Regions from separate parts of the Mus musculus genome. Here all the other regions are linked to region 3. The links are chromatin contacts, called in public HiChIP or PLAC-seq and capture Hi-C maps. All regions are on one chromosome and are shown on one strand. Each heading gives the region's core, a stretch centred on a gene start, on an enhancer-like site or on the middle of the called end of the contact. The rest is flanking DNA. Distances are from core to core; before and after follow the strand shown.

The links. HiChIP or PLAC-seq counts read pairs in DNA pulled down with a chosen protein or histone mark. Capture Hi-C pulls out chosen DNA fragments and counts their contacts.
Region 1: an H3K4me3 HiChIP or PLAC-seq map of embryonic basal ganglia shows a contact between it and region 3, with 11 times the contacts expected there. The contact joins the enhancer-like site here to the promoter of Chrnd in region 3. A contact is called at or near these places in 2 of 39 promoter capture datasets (the HPC-7 cell line and neural stem cells), 4 of 15 datasets of contacts at CTCF or cohesin (the NIH/3T3 cell line, large pre-B cells and pro-B cells), 55 of 484 Hi-C or Micro-C datasets (the 63-12 cell line, B cells, the C2C12 cell line and 39 more), 26 of 115 datasets of contacts at active chromatin or transcription factors (the NIH/3T3 cell line, SST interneurons, T-cell acute lymphoblastic leukemia and 16 more) and 3 of 9 other capture datasets (adipose tissue, macrophages and pancreatic islet).
Region 2: a contact with region 3 is called in a capture Hi-C map of embryonic stem cells, with 4 times the contacts expected there. The contact joins the promoter of Nmur1 here to the promoter of Chrnd in region 3. A contact is called at or near these places in 2 of 39 promoter capture datasets (hippocampal neurons and liver) and 1 of 9 other capture datasets (embryonic stem cells).

Annotation. Positions count from the first base shown.
Region 1 is chr1:86,632,064-86,635,908 of GRCm38.p6, forward strand. The region is part of intron 1 of Gm41908 (a long non-coding RNA gene); the gene reads left to right. Among named protein-coding and RNA genes, the nearest start is that of Gm41908, 6.9 kb to the left of the region's middle. Within about 2 kb of position 1,573, at least 62 of the 459 cell types and tissues checked have an H3K27ac peak or open chromatin away from gene starts, as enhancers often do. A contact at or near this core is called in the G1E-ER4 cell line, the HPC-7 cell line, the NIH/3T3 cell line and 4 more, where this site is marked.
Region 2 is chr1:86,385,775-86,389,650 of GRCm38.p6, forward strand. Nmur1 (neuromedin U receptor 1) reads right to left here and starts at 2,367. Exons shown (of 2, transcript NM_010341.1): 1 at 1,539-2,367; 2 at 551-939. The coding sequence starts at 2,367. The coding sequence ends at 551.
Region 3 is chr1:87,189,104-87,192,835 of GRCm38.p6, forward strand. It overlaps Chrnd (cholinergic receptor, nicotinic, delta polypeptide), which reads left to right and starts at 1,494. Exons shown (of 12, transcript NM_021600.3): 1 at 1,494-1,639; 2 at 1,872-2,026; 3 at 2,417-2,461; 4 at 3,111-3,220; 5 at 3,383-3,538. The coding sequence starts at 1,588.

The sequences.
Region 1 (3,845 bases), core at 323-2,822, 560 kb before region 3:
TACTCACACGTGTTCATTTGTCTAAGACTTGCCTTTCCTATCCTGGAGGAAGATTCTTTGTCCTTTTTGCTGCTCTGGCCGTAGTTTCTACAGGCTGCATATCTAGCAAGTCCTTCCTGAATGACTGGAATAGACTGTAGTCACATCTCAGAAAACACAAGGCTTTGGGTGGTGGCTGTCCCCTACCTGCCTTCTTCCCAGGCACCCATACCCTGACCTCAGGAGGAGGGTGGATTACAACTCATTGTGTTTTTACAGATGCACTTCAGAATTATTTAGACAACTTTCCTTAAAAGTTCATTGATTTTGTTTGTTTGAATCAGGGTCCCACGTAACCGAGGCTGGTCTCGTGTATAGGAGGGTGACTTTGAACTTCTGATATCCCCCAGTCTTCTGAGTGCTGGGGTTGTGGGTATGTGCCATTTTGTCCCGTTTATTTGGTTCTGGGAATGGGAAGCAGGCTTTCTCATGCTCTGCCAGCACTGACTGAGCTACCTTTCTTATATTTTCCTCAGAACTCCTAAGAGGAAAGCAACCGATTTATCAATGTTTGTCACATGTCCATTCACTTTAATTATTATTTTTCTTGAGATGTCTCACCGTGTTGCCCTGGTTGGCCTCAAAGTTAGGCTCCACCTGCCTCAGCCTTGTGAATGAATGTGGTCACGTGAGTGTGCCACCTTGCTTACCTCAAGAAGTTTTCATTTCACGGAGTGAGATTGGTCTCAGCAAATGGAATCTCCTTCCTGCTCCTCTGGCCCTGACTTGTCTTCAGCTGTTTCTCATTGCACTGGGCGGAGCGGATCCTTTCTTAAATAAACCTTTCATTAGGGAAGACATTCGGGACTGCACAGAATATTTTAAGAACACAACCATGAAAGTGACACATCTCTGCTTCTGGGATGCTGCCAGTGCAGTACTTAGAGGAGATTCATTGCTCCCAGGGCTTACATTAAGGAGGGAAAAAAAGAGAAACCATAAATCAAGCCCATGCCTGGTGAACCTTGTTCCCTTTAAGCTGCAAACCAAGAGAAAGGAGAAAAAGGAAGTAATAAATTTAAACAAAATGGAGGAAGAGAGAGTTGATAAACTTAATCATAGGCACCTGGAGGAAGTGACCTTTGTGCAGAGCGGGGCAGTATGGGACAGGGGTGGGAGGACAGGGTCTGCCAGGCATCCAGGTTCTTCCTTTTGTATATCTGGGGGCAGATGGCTTTGGAGAATGGGGCTTCTGTTGACCCTGTGGCCACCCACTGGCGTGGACTTCAGACTGAAGTTTTTGTCCCAGTCAGTTTCTCAGTCATATTTGGAGAGAGAATAGAATGCTCAAACCCAGGAACGCACCCCAGCACCCCAGCGATGGAGAAGGCAGGGCCGAGCTTGGGAAGAACAGCAAAACCTCCCAATAAGTCTCACAGGGGAGCTTTCAAGTCCTTTATTACCACACTGACTTGATTTTTTTTTTCCCCCTCTCTAGTATTTAGTCAAATTCCTTTTACAATTCTGTGCTGATGGAGAAAAAGGCAAGCCCGTGGTTTTGTTTGCTCTCAGGCCAGAAGAGCACTGGGCTATAGGTGACCAGCGTGGACTCACTGCTTGGGCTGGACCCACAGGGTGTTTGGGGGTTGACTGCTTGTAGGGTTTAATATTATGCTCATTAGAAGGGAAAACTCCCTCCTAGGCAGTGAAAAAAAAATTAATAAGCCATTAGCTAAATTCTAAAAAGGAGCAAATGCAAATTAATACACTCTAGAAGAAGGAATGCACTAATGCAAAATATGTTTTACAAGCAAATGAGAGGACTGGATTCTCAGCAGTCTGCTTGTATGTTTTTGTAACAAAATGGAAATTAATATCTTCCCAGGGGCTCATCATCTATTCCTCTCAAGTCAATGTAATCTGCAGTGATTGTTTTTAATAGAGAAGAAAAAGCGCCCAGCTGCTCTTTTGAGCAAGCCAGCAGGACATCTTGGAGCAGATCTGAGCTCTGCATAGAGTCCCTGGGTGGCCTCTTTGTTTTACTGTAGAAGGAAGGCCAGCTCCTTTTCTCCAGATGAGGGTCAGTGTGGACCAGGCATAGCAGGTGCTAGCCTCCCTGGTGAGCAGAGATCTGGAGCAAGTAGCTCACAGCCCCCTGGAAAAAAACAATGGAGACCCACAGCCTCTTCTCCCTGAGTCCAGGGCCAGGAGACCAGCAGAGTCATCCAGAAGGCCCTGGCCAAAGTCTCTTGGTTGAAAGGACTATGTTGTGCCTGGCTGAAGCTAACGTGTTCTGGTGCATGGCCACCTTGGTGATGTGGGGTTTGGGACAGTCATAGAGGTGACCGGAGACAAGAGAATCCTAGGAGTCTAAAAGAATTCTTGAGTGTGCTCCAGCAGAGGCAGCATCAAAAAGGGCCACAGGCATCCTGCTGTGAGGCTAGGTATAGAGTAGTAACAGCCAGAGAGACAAACTTGTTAGCTCACTCCCACTGTGGGTTTGAAGACCTTGTTAGTGTTATGCTTTCAGATGGGAGGAAGGAACTTCCTGGTGCTAGAACTTGTCGACTTGGTATTAGAACCCCACTGGGGATGCAGTATGGCGCCTTGTATGGTAAGCTGGTATAGCGACTGATGCTTTTTCTCTGCATGAACTTAGCGCTTGGTGTCAACTTCCAGTACTTTGCAAAATCAAAATATCCTGGGCAGCTTTAAGAAAGGACATATTTATCACAAATATAATCGGTGTGAATTTCAAAGCTCTCAGACAAACGGACATCACACACACACACACACACACACACACACACACACACACACAGAGCACGGAATTTTTCAAGAGCCATGCATAGTACATTGCTCATATTCCATTGGCTGGAATTTAATCACATGGCTGCACCTAACAGCAAAGGAAGCTGGGAAATGAAGTCCAACAACACTCAGAGGAAGATGGTTCTTGAAGAGAAAAAGAACTTGTGACTCTAGGGGAGGAAAAAAATCCTTTCCCTTCTACCCTTGTAGCTTCTCTTTGGGATTTAGATTGGCAAGATATGGATTAATGACAGAAAGACAAGCAAGTGATTATTAACAGGTGGACCCTGAACACACAAATGGGTCGCATAGGTGAGTGCTCTTAGACAGTGAAGTCTATGTACTCAACGTAAAGGGAAAAGGGAAGAGAAAGGGCACAGATGGAAAAGCAGGTGGCCTTTTTTTTTTTTTTAATTTATTTCTTTATTAGGTATTTTCCTCGTTTACATTTTCAATGCTATCCCCAAAGTCCCCCATACCCACCCCCCCAATCTCCTACCCACCCACTCCCCCTTTTTGGCCCTGGGGTTCCCCTGTACTGGGACATATGAAGTTTGCAAGTCCAATGGGCCTCTCTTTGCAGTGATGGCTGACTAGGCCATCTTTTGATACATATGCAGCTAGAGACAAGAGCTCCGGGGTACTGGTTAGTTCATATTGTTGTTCCACCTACAGGGTTGCAGTTCCCTTTAGCTCCTTGGGTAATTTCTCTAGCTCCTCCATTGGGGACCCTGTGATCCATCCAATAGTTGACTGTGATCATCCACTTCTGTGTTTGCTAGGCCCCGGCGCAGGTGGCCTTTTGAAAAAATAAATGACTCCTGTACTGGCTGGCTTTTAAAAAAAATGTTTAATTAATTAATTAATTTTGTCAACTTGACACAAGCGAGAGTCATTTTAGAAGAGGAACATCATGACACCATTGCATACACTAGCAAGCGTTTGCTGAAAGGACCCTGATATAGCTGTCTCTTGTGAGACTAGGCCGGGGCCTAGCAAACACATAAGTGGATGCTCACAGTCAGCTATTGGATGGATCACAGGGCCCTCAATGG
Region 2 (3,876 bases), core at 1,117-3,616, 800 kb before region 3:
TCGGTCTCAAGTACAAAACAAGGGCTGGGGAGGGGCAGAGAGAGTCTATGGAGGTTCGGAAGTTACCAGGATGACAGGTGGGTCCCAATGGAAACACGTATGAACTTGAGAGGAAGAAGGGATCCCCAGAGGAATAGTGGCTGAGCCCCAGGTAACTAGGTAACTGTGACAGTTTTGTGGAGAAGAATTTAGGGGTATGGGGTCTGGAGGGACATACAGCATATATTTGGTTCAGCGTGGGTCTTTCTAATACATGGGTGTGTGCTATGTGCATGTGGTAGATGCCGTCAGAAGCCAAGAGAGTGTCGGATGGCCTGTTGTCATGAGGGTGCCGAGACCTGAACCCAGGTTCTCTGGAAGAACAGCAAACATTCTTAACTGCTGAGCCAGTGTTTCAGGCCTTCAATGGGGGCAATTGGGGTTCAATTCTCTTTTTCTTACTGTTTCCCTCAATACTCAAATATGTGGGCAGGGCAGAAACCACTTTTGTAGCTCCCCAGACTTTCTGAGGCCCTCTGGCCTTGTGGGTAAGGCTCCTTCCAAATTTTATTCAGGAGGGGTCTGTCTCTTGCTGACACCCTGGATCCTCATTCACAGCCAGAGGTTCGTCCCTGCTGTTCCTGTGGCCCACGTCACACAGGGTGCTGCCTGTGGTCAACCTGATGTGGTTATGGGAGCCATGATAGGGTTGGCGGCGATGACAGCACTGGGTTCCAAGGCCCAGGGCTTGCAGGAAGGTCTCTCGGAAGCGAGTAGACATGAGGCTGTAGAGCACCGGGTTGGCTGCTGAGCCGAGATAGAAGAAGATGCCAGAGGCAATGTGGACACACTGGTAGGCCAGGTGCAGGCCTTCCGTTGAGTGTCCATACACCAGGCTCCACATGATACGGTCAGCATGGAATGGAGCCCAGCAGATGCCGAATACCACAACCAGTGCAACTGCAAGGACAGAGAAGAGATTTGATCTTCATCATGCTTAGAGTTTGCATCTACAGCTCACTATCTTCCGGTCCTAGAAAAGCAGACAGGAGAGCCAGGTAGTGGTGGTGCACACCTTTAATCCCAGTACTTTGGAGGTAGAGGCAGGTGAATCTCTGGTCTACACAGCAAGTTCTAGAACAGCCAGAGCTACACAAAGAAACTCCTTCTCTCTTTTTTTCCCTCTTCCCTTTTCTGTCTTTCTCTGGCCTCGCTCCCTCCACCCCAAGCCCCACTTGCTCTGGTCCCTGCTAAGTCTGGCCCATAGGTTTTTTTTGTTTTATTATTATTATTATTATTATTATTATTATTATTATTATTATTATTATTAGTTTCTCATTACGGATGGTTGTGAGTCACCATGTGGTTGCTGGGATTTGAACTCATGACCTCCAGGAGAGTGGTCAGTGCTCTTACCTGCTGAGCCATCTCACCAGCCCTGAAACCCTTTCTCAAAACAATAACAACAACAAGCAAGCAAGCAAGCAAACAATACCCTGGAAGCTCAATTCCTTCCCCAGACTGGAGGAAGCTCAGCTTTCTCCTCAACAATGACTTACACAGCATCTTGGTCACCTGTCTCCGTCCCCTATCTTGCAGCTGAATCCTTCTGTGGGAGGTCTCCTGGGTTGCTGCGGTTTTCCTGCCCTTGACCTCCACTTGGAGCAACATCCTCTCCCTCCGCAGCCGCAGCCCAATGAGCAGATACAGCACACTGATGGTGACCATGGGCAGACAGAAGAAGAGCAGTGCGGTAGTCAGTACCACCAACTTGTAGAAGTCCATGGGACCCACCAGCGAACATATAGCTGAGTCGGGCACCGGCCCCCGGCAGGGCACAGTTAGTTGACTGAGGCCATGCAGGCTGGTGTTGGGCAGAGAGAAGAGAGTAGCGAGGACCCAGATGGCCCCCACCATGCGGCGCACATGGGCCCGTGTCATCACAGACTTGGCTTGGAGTGGGCGCACCACGGCCACATAACGCTCCACACTCAGGGCTGTGACATTGAGCACTGAAGCTAGGCAGACGGTCTCTAAGAGCAGTATTCGGAAGTAGCAGGCACTCGCACCCAGCTGGAACGGGTAATTTTGCTGCATCTCATAAAGCTCCAGAGGCAAGCCCACCAGGAGCACCAGCATATCGGACACAGCGAGGCTGAAGAGGTAGAAGTTGGTGGGCGTGCGCATAGTCTTGTTGCGCAGGATGACGGTGCAGGTCAGCCCGTTGCCCAGAGTGCCCACCACGAAGATCAGCAGGTACGTGACACAGATGGGGACAAACTGTTTCATCTGCTGTGGCCCCAAATACTTCAGCCTCAGGGCCTCATCGGTAAGGTTCAGATCCTCAGGTTGATAGGGCCACTTGAACTCACTGATATTGCAGACCAGGGGGCTCCTTGAAGCATTTGGGGAGAGCGCTCCAGGAAAGATGGAACAATTGAGGCAGGGAGGAGTCTGTAGGATAGAAGGGGGAGATACCCAGAAGTCATTTAGGTAATCCCAGCTCTGTCCTAAGTTATCACACTGTAGAGGACTGATTAGTCACATGCCACTGGGAAAGAAAGCATCTGCCACCCACTAAAGTGCATTTCAACTACAGAGTATCCGGAGTGCAAACCTTGAAAATAATAAAATTGGCCGGGCAGTGGTAGTGCGCAGCTTTAATCCCAACGCGAAGGAAGCTGAGGCAGGCAGGTCTCATGTGAGTTTGAGGCTAGCCTGGGCTACAGAGCAAGTTCCAGGACAGTTAGAACTACAGAGAGAGACACTGTCTAAAAAACAAACAAAAACAAACAACAAAAAACCAATCAACAACAACAACAACAAAGAGTTATCCTCTATCCTCTACACACATACATGCAAACAGTATATATGCACAAGTACACACACACACACAAATGAAATACTTTTTAAATGATAAGATTGGCCCTTTACAATCTACTGGAATCTTTGAAGAAATGCCAGGTTTTTCCAAGAACGCTTGGCTATCTCCTTTGGCTGTCTCCCTTTTAAGACAGACTTCAGGAGAGCCACTTGATGTGGACCTCAGAAAAGTGGGTGCAACTGCAGTATTGCTTGGTCTTTAAAGAGCCGGGGCTCCTAAAGCAACTGCCAGGGCAGACCTGACCTCCCCAACTCCAGGTGCAAGATCCCGGTATTTAATCCACAAAAAGCATCGACACATGGCAGACCTGACATACAGAACGCTGTGTGTGACCTTGGTGTGAAGAGAAAGCCACCGTAGGGGTTAAGTGAAGGAGTGAAAAAGCTAAAAAACTGTACTTTGACCCAAATTTGATTCTGTTTTCTGTCACCTGAATCACTCCCAGTCTAAATATTTTATATTCTTTGCACCTACTAGACCTGGAGTTCTCACTCTCGGAACTCTCACGGAGAGGAGCTGGGGATGGGCAGGTGACAGCCCAGGTTCAAGAGAGCAGCGCTGAGACGACAGTCATCAGAAAAATGACAGAAATAAACTGACTAACTGAGAGGTCTCTCCCACAACCCCCAAATGTCTCACAGAGTTTTTCCACCCATCTCACTCTGAGAGCCGCTCCTGTCAGGGCCCGTATCCCGCTCACCTACCATGCCTTCTGCCCAGGAGGTCCTGTGCGCCCTGGCTCCCACTGACAGATAGATGCTGAGCTGAAGGCGACCTGACAGAGGCTGCCCTCCCCGCCTTCCTGGTTGCTTCGCCTGTTGTTCACAAAATCGCCACTAGAGGGCAACGCTGACCCCGGAGCTTGGAGTACTTAGGACCACTCCCAAAGGACTCTACCTGCATCCAAACCATACTAGCTAGCTGTTGGAATCACCCGGAGCTGAGAGTGTCTTCTTTTTCTAGACAACAATCCCATTTTACAGGTGAGAAGAAAAGAAAAAAAGAGCCAGAGA
Region 3 (3,732 bases), core at 244-2,743:
CTCTGCCTGAGTGAGGACCCGGACACCATCCTGGAGCAGAGCAGAAAGATTCAGCAGGCGACATGGCCCAAACCTATGACAAGACCCTGCCAGACCAGGCTGCCACTCTGCCCTCAATGATGCAACCTATGAGACCAATGACAGCAAGAAGGATGCCCTGAGGTTCATCTCTTGGGTCTCTAAGAGAGCCCCTGCACCCTCACATATGAGCAAAATGATCAATGTCTGCTCCAAAGACACCATCAGGAAGCTGACAAGGTCCAGCATGAAGTACAAAGAGCTCAGCCACCACTGCACCTTGGCAGACAATGGTGACAGTATTGTCCTCTCCCTGGAAGCAAGCAAGCCTTTATGAGGCCACCTCCAAACTTCTGCTTAGAACAAAGAATAGGCTCAGACTTGCCAGTGCATGCTGCAGTCGGCTCCTCTCTTGTCAGACCCTATGGGCATCCCTTCACCCCATTGCTAGTCTCCCCGACATCTAGATGGCCTCCTCCCTCCATGCCTGACGGTTCTGGCTTTCTGATTCCTATTAGATAGAAGCAGATCACGGTGCCCAGGCACCTTTGAGGGTTGTATTCTCTTAAGCATACTCTTAGTGCCATCTATCCCGACCACTGACTTCTAGCCACAGTCATTACAACGGACAGGCCTGACTCTGTGTGGAAACGACCCTCCTTGCCCCAGTGGATCCCCTTTTCTTTCCCTTTGGTTTTGGCTACTCATAGATGCAGGAACGGTGAGGAGACTTCAGTTCAAATTAAAGAAAGAAAAGAAATGGGCCAGTAAGGTGGCTTAGCAAATAAAGGTACCTGCTGCCGAGCCATGTGAAAGGAAAAAAAAATTTAACTCCTTCAAGTTTCCTCTGACTTCCACACATGCCACAAACTGCGCAGAAACACACTGAGTGGATGGGTGGATGGATGGATGGATGGATGGATTTTATTTATTTACTTATTTATTTATTTATAAATCTTTGGGGTTTTTTGGAGACATGGCTTCTCTGTGTAACAACCTGGCAGTCCTGGAACTCATTCTGTAGACCAGGCTGGCCTTGAACTCAGAGATCCTTCCTCTCTTCCCAAGTGCTGGGATTAAAAGCATACACTGCCACACCCAGCTTAGAGGTAATATTTTTAAAGATGGGGGAAAAAATACACAAGTACAGGTGGAGCACTAGCAAGATGGCTCAACAGGTAACAGTTGCCTGCTGTACAAGAAGTTTCACCTCAGAACCCTCTGTAGAAAGAGAGAAGCAATTGTGACAGGTGTACACACACACACACACACACACACACACACACACACACAGAGGATTCGCCCCCCACCCTCTGCCACCCTACCCCACCAGGCCCCACCCTACCAACAATCTGTGACAATCCCTGCCTGGGATCTTTTCGTTCTGCCCTTGGCTCCTGCCCTAACTGGCAAACCCCACCCCCTCATCACCAGCTTTCAAGTATCAGATTGCGTTTCCGGCCTCTTCTTTCCAAACCCCTAAACCACCAGCACCTGTCCCCTTGCTTGCCTCATTCCACAGCCAACAGGCTGAAGGGAAGACAAACCCTAGTCAGTCAGAGGTGGGGGATGGCAGGGCCTGTGCTCACACTGGGGCTGCTGGCTGCCCTTGTTGTGTGTGGTAAGGATGACATAACCCCCTTCCTGGGGGCCTTCTATGCCCACCTGGGCCACCGCCTCCCTAACATTATACCTAATTCCCACTCCCACTCTGCCCTTTCTAACCCTAGGCATCCCACCCTCAGGGAGCAGCTGGCTTTCCTCTGCTCTGCCCAGCCCAGGGCTGCCCCAGCAGGAGCACAGGGAAGGCTCCTTCCTAGGTCCAAACACCAGCACCCTACCCCTCTCCCCAGCCCTCCCAGGCAGTTGGGGCCTGAATGAGGAACAAAGGCTGATCCAGCACCTATTCAATGAGAAGGGCTACGACAAAGACCTGCGGCCGGTGGCTCGAAAGGAGGACAAAGTGGATGTCGCCCTAAGTCTCACCCTCTCCAACCTCATCTCCCTGGTGAGTAGACCTTCGTGGGATAGCCTGAGCTGGGGAGAGGATGGCAAGAAGGGACAATTGCTCAAAGGCTCCTGACCAGCTAGCTCCTCTTCTGGGAGACATGCATGACTATTCTTTGTGCCAGATGGTGCCACGGGCCTTTAGCCACCCAAAGCCATCAGCTCTGCCTGCCACTGTCAAGCTATCCCTGTGCTCCCCCGGGACTCACATCAGCAGCCTCTGCCCTTCGCTTCCGTAGTCTGCTGATCCACCTCGATCTGTTGCTCTAGAAGACCCTGGCCCTTCCAGCTGCCGTGGTCCCTGGGAACCAGGCAGATTAGATTCTGCTGACTGAGTTTGGGTGAAAGGTAGATGGGAACCTTTGGCTACAACCCTGTTGTTTGATTACAGAAAGAAGTGGAGGAGACCCTCACCACCAACGTGTGGATAGATCATGTAAGGACACCCTGCCGAAGGTTCCAGGTCCCCTGGTGCTCACTTATGCTGGGGACCACAAGCTCCTATGGACACACCTTTGGGGGAGCTTGACTACAGAGAACCCAACTGCCCTTTTCCACTGAGGCCTCTACTAGCTCCGAGGACATGTCCTAGAAGGCTGGGGTTCCTCCGTGCTAAAATTGCCGCTGTGTCCCGATTTGCTTTGTTGTTGTTTTGAGATGGGGTTCCCTAGCCCTGTTTCCCTGGCTGACCTAGAACTTATGACGTAGACCATGCTGGCCTTGAACTCACAGAGATTCATTTGCATCTGCCTCCCAAGCCCTGGGACTAAAGGTGGGATTAAAGCACAGAGTCACCACCTCTGGTGTGCATTGGAAGTCACTTTTCAAATCAAAATATCAGAACTGATAGAGGTTCACGGCATAGAAACAAGCCAGTCTGGCGTGGAAATTGTGCCCCTTAGTGGTATAATGTATGTCCTACACAACTGTCTGTGACGGGCCTGAGTCTAGTTCTTTATCCATCTCCTCCAAATTTCTTTTGTCCCAACTCTCAGGCTTTGTTTAGACTTCCCTGGGGAAGTGGGGACCGCTGGGAGGGTGGTTAGTGGCCGAATCCACTTCTGATGTCCTTTTTGGACCTCTAGGCCTGGGTAGACAGCCGTCTACAGTGGGATGCCAACGACTTCGGGAACATCACTGTCCTGCGCCTGCCCCCTGACATGGTGTGGCTACCAGAGATTGTACTGGAGAACAAGTTGAGAGGAACCCTCCCAGCCCCCCTCTGCCTCATTCCCTTCCTTATGCTCCCCAGCCTGCGCCTCCAGCCCTGCCTGCCCACCACCCTCTCCTGCCTCCTGCGGTCCTGCCGGTTCCTGGCCAGCCAGGACACACAGTGATTATGGTCTCCATCCCACAGCAATGATGGCTCGTTCCAGATTTCTTATGCCTGCAATGTGCTTGTCTATGACTCGGGCTATGTGACCTGGCTGCCGCCCGCCATCTTCCGCTCCTCCTGCCCCATCTCAGTCACCTACTTCCCTTTCGACTGGCAGAACTGCTCCCTCAAATTCAGGTTTGTCCACCTGAATGTCTCTCGGGCCAGGGCACCCAGCCAGGGACTGGAAGCTGTGAACTAAATGCTCTCAGACAGAGGCTTTGGTCCCATGCTGAGCAGAAACCCCTCAGATGATAGCCTTCCCCAACTAGCCCTCCCCACTCTACCACCTCCTACCCTCAGAAGCCCTGTTCAGAGACTTATGACCACTG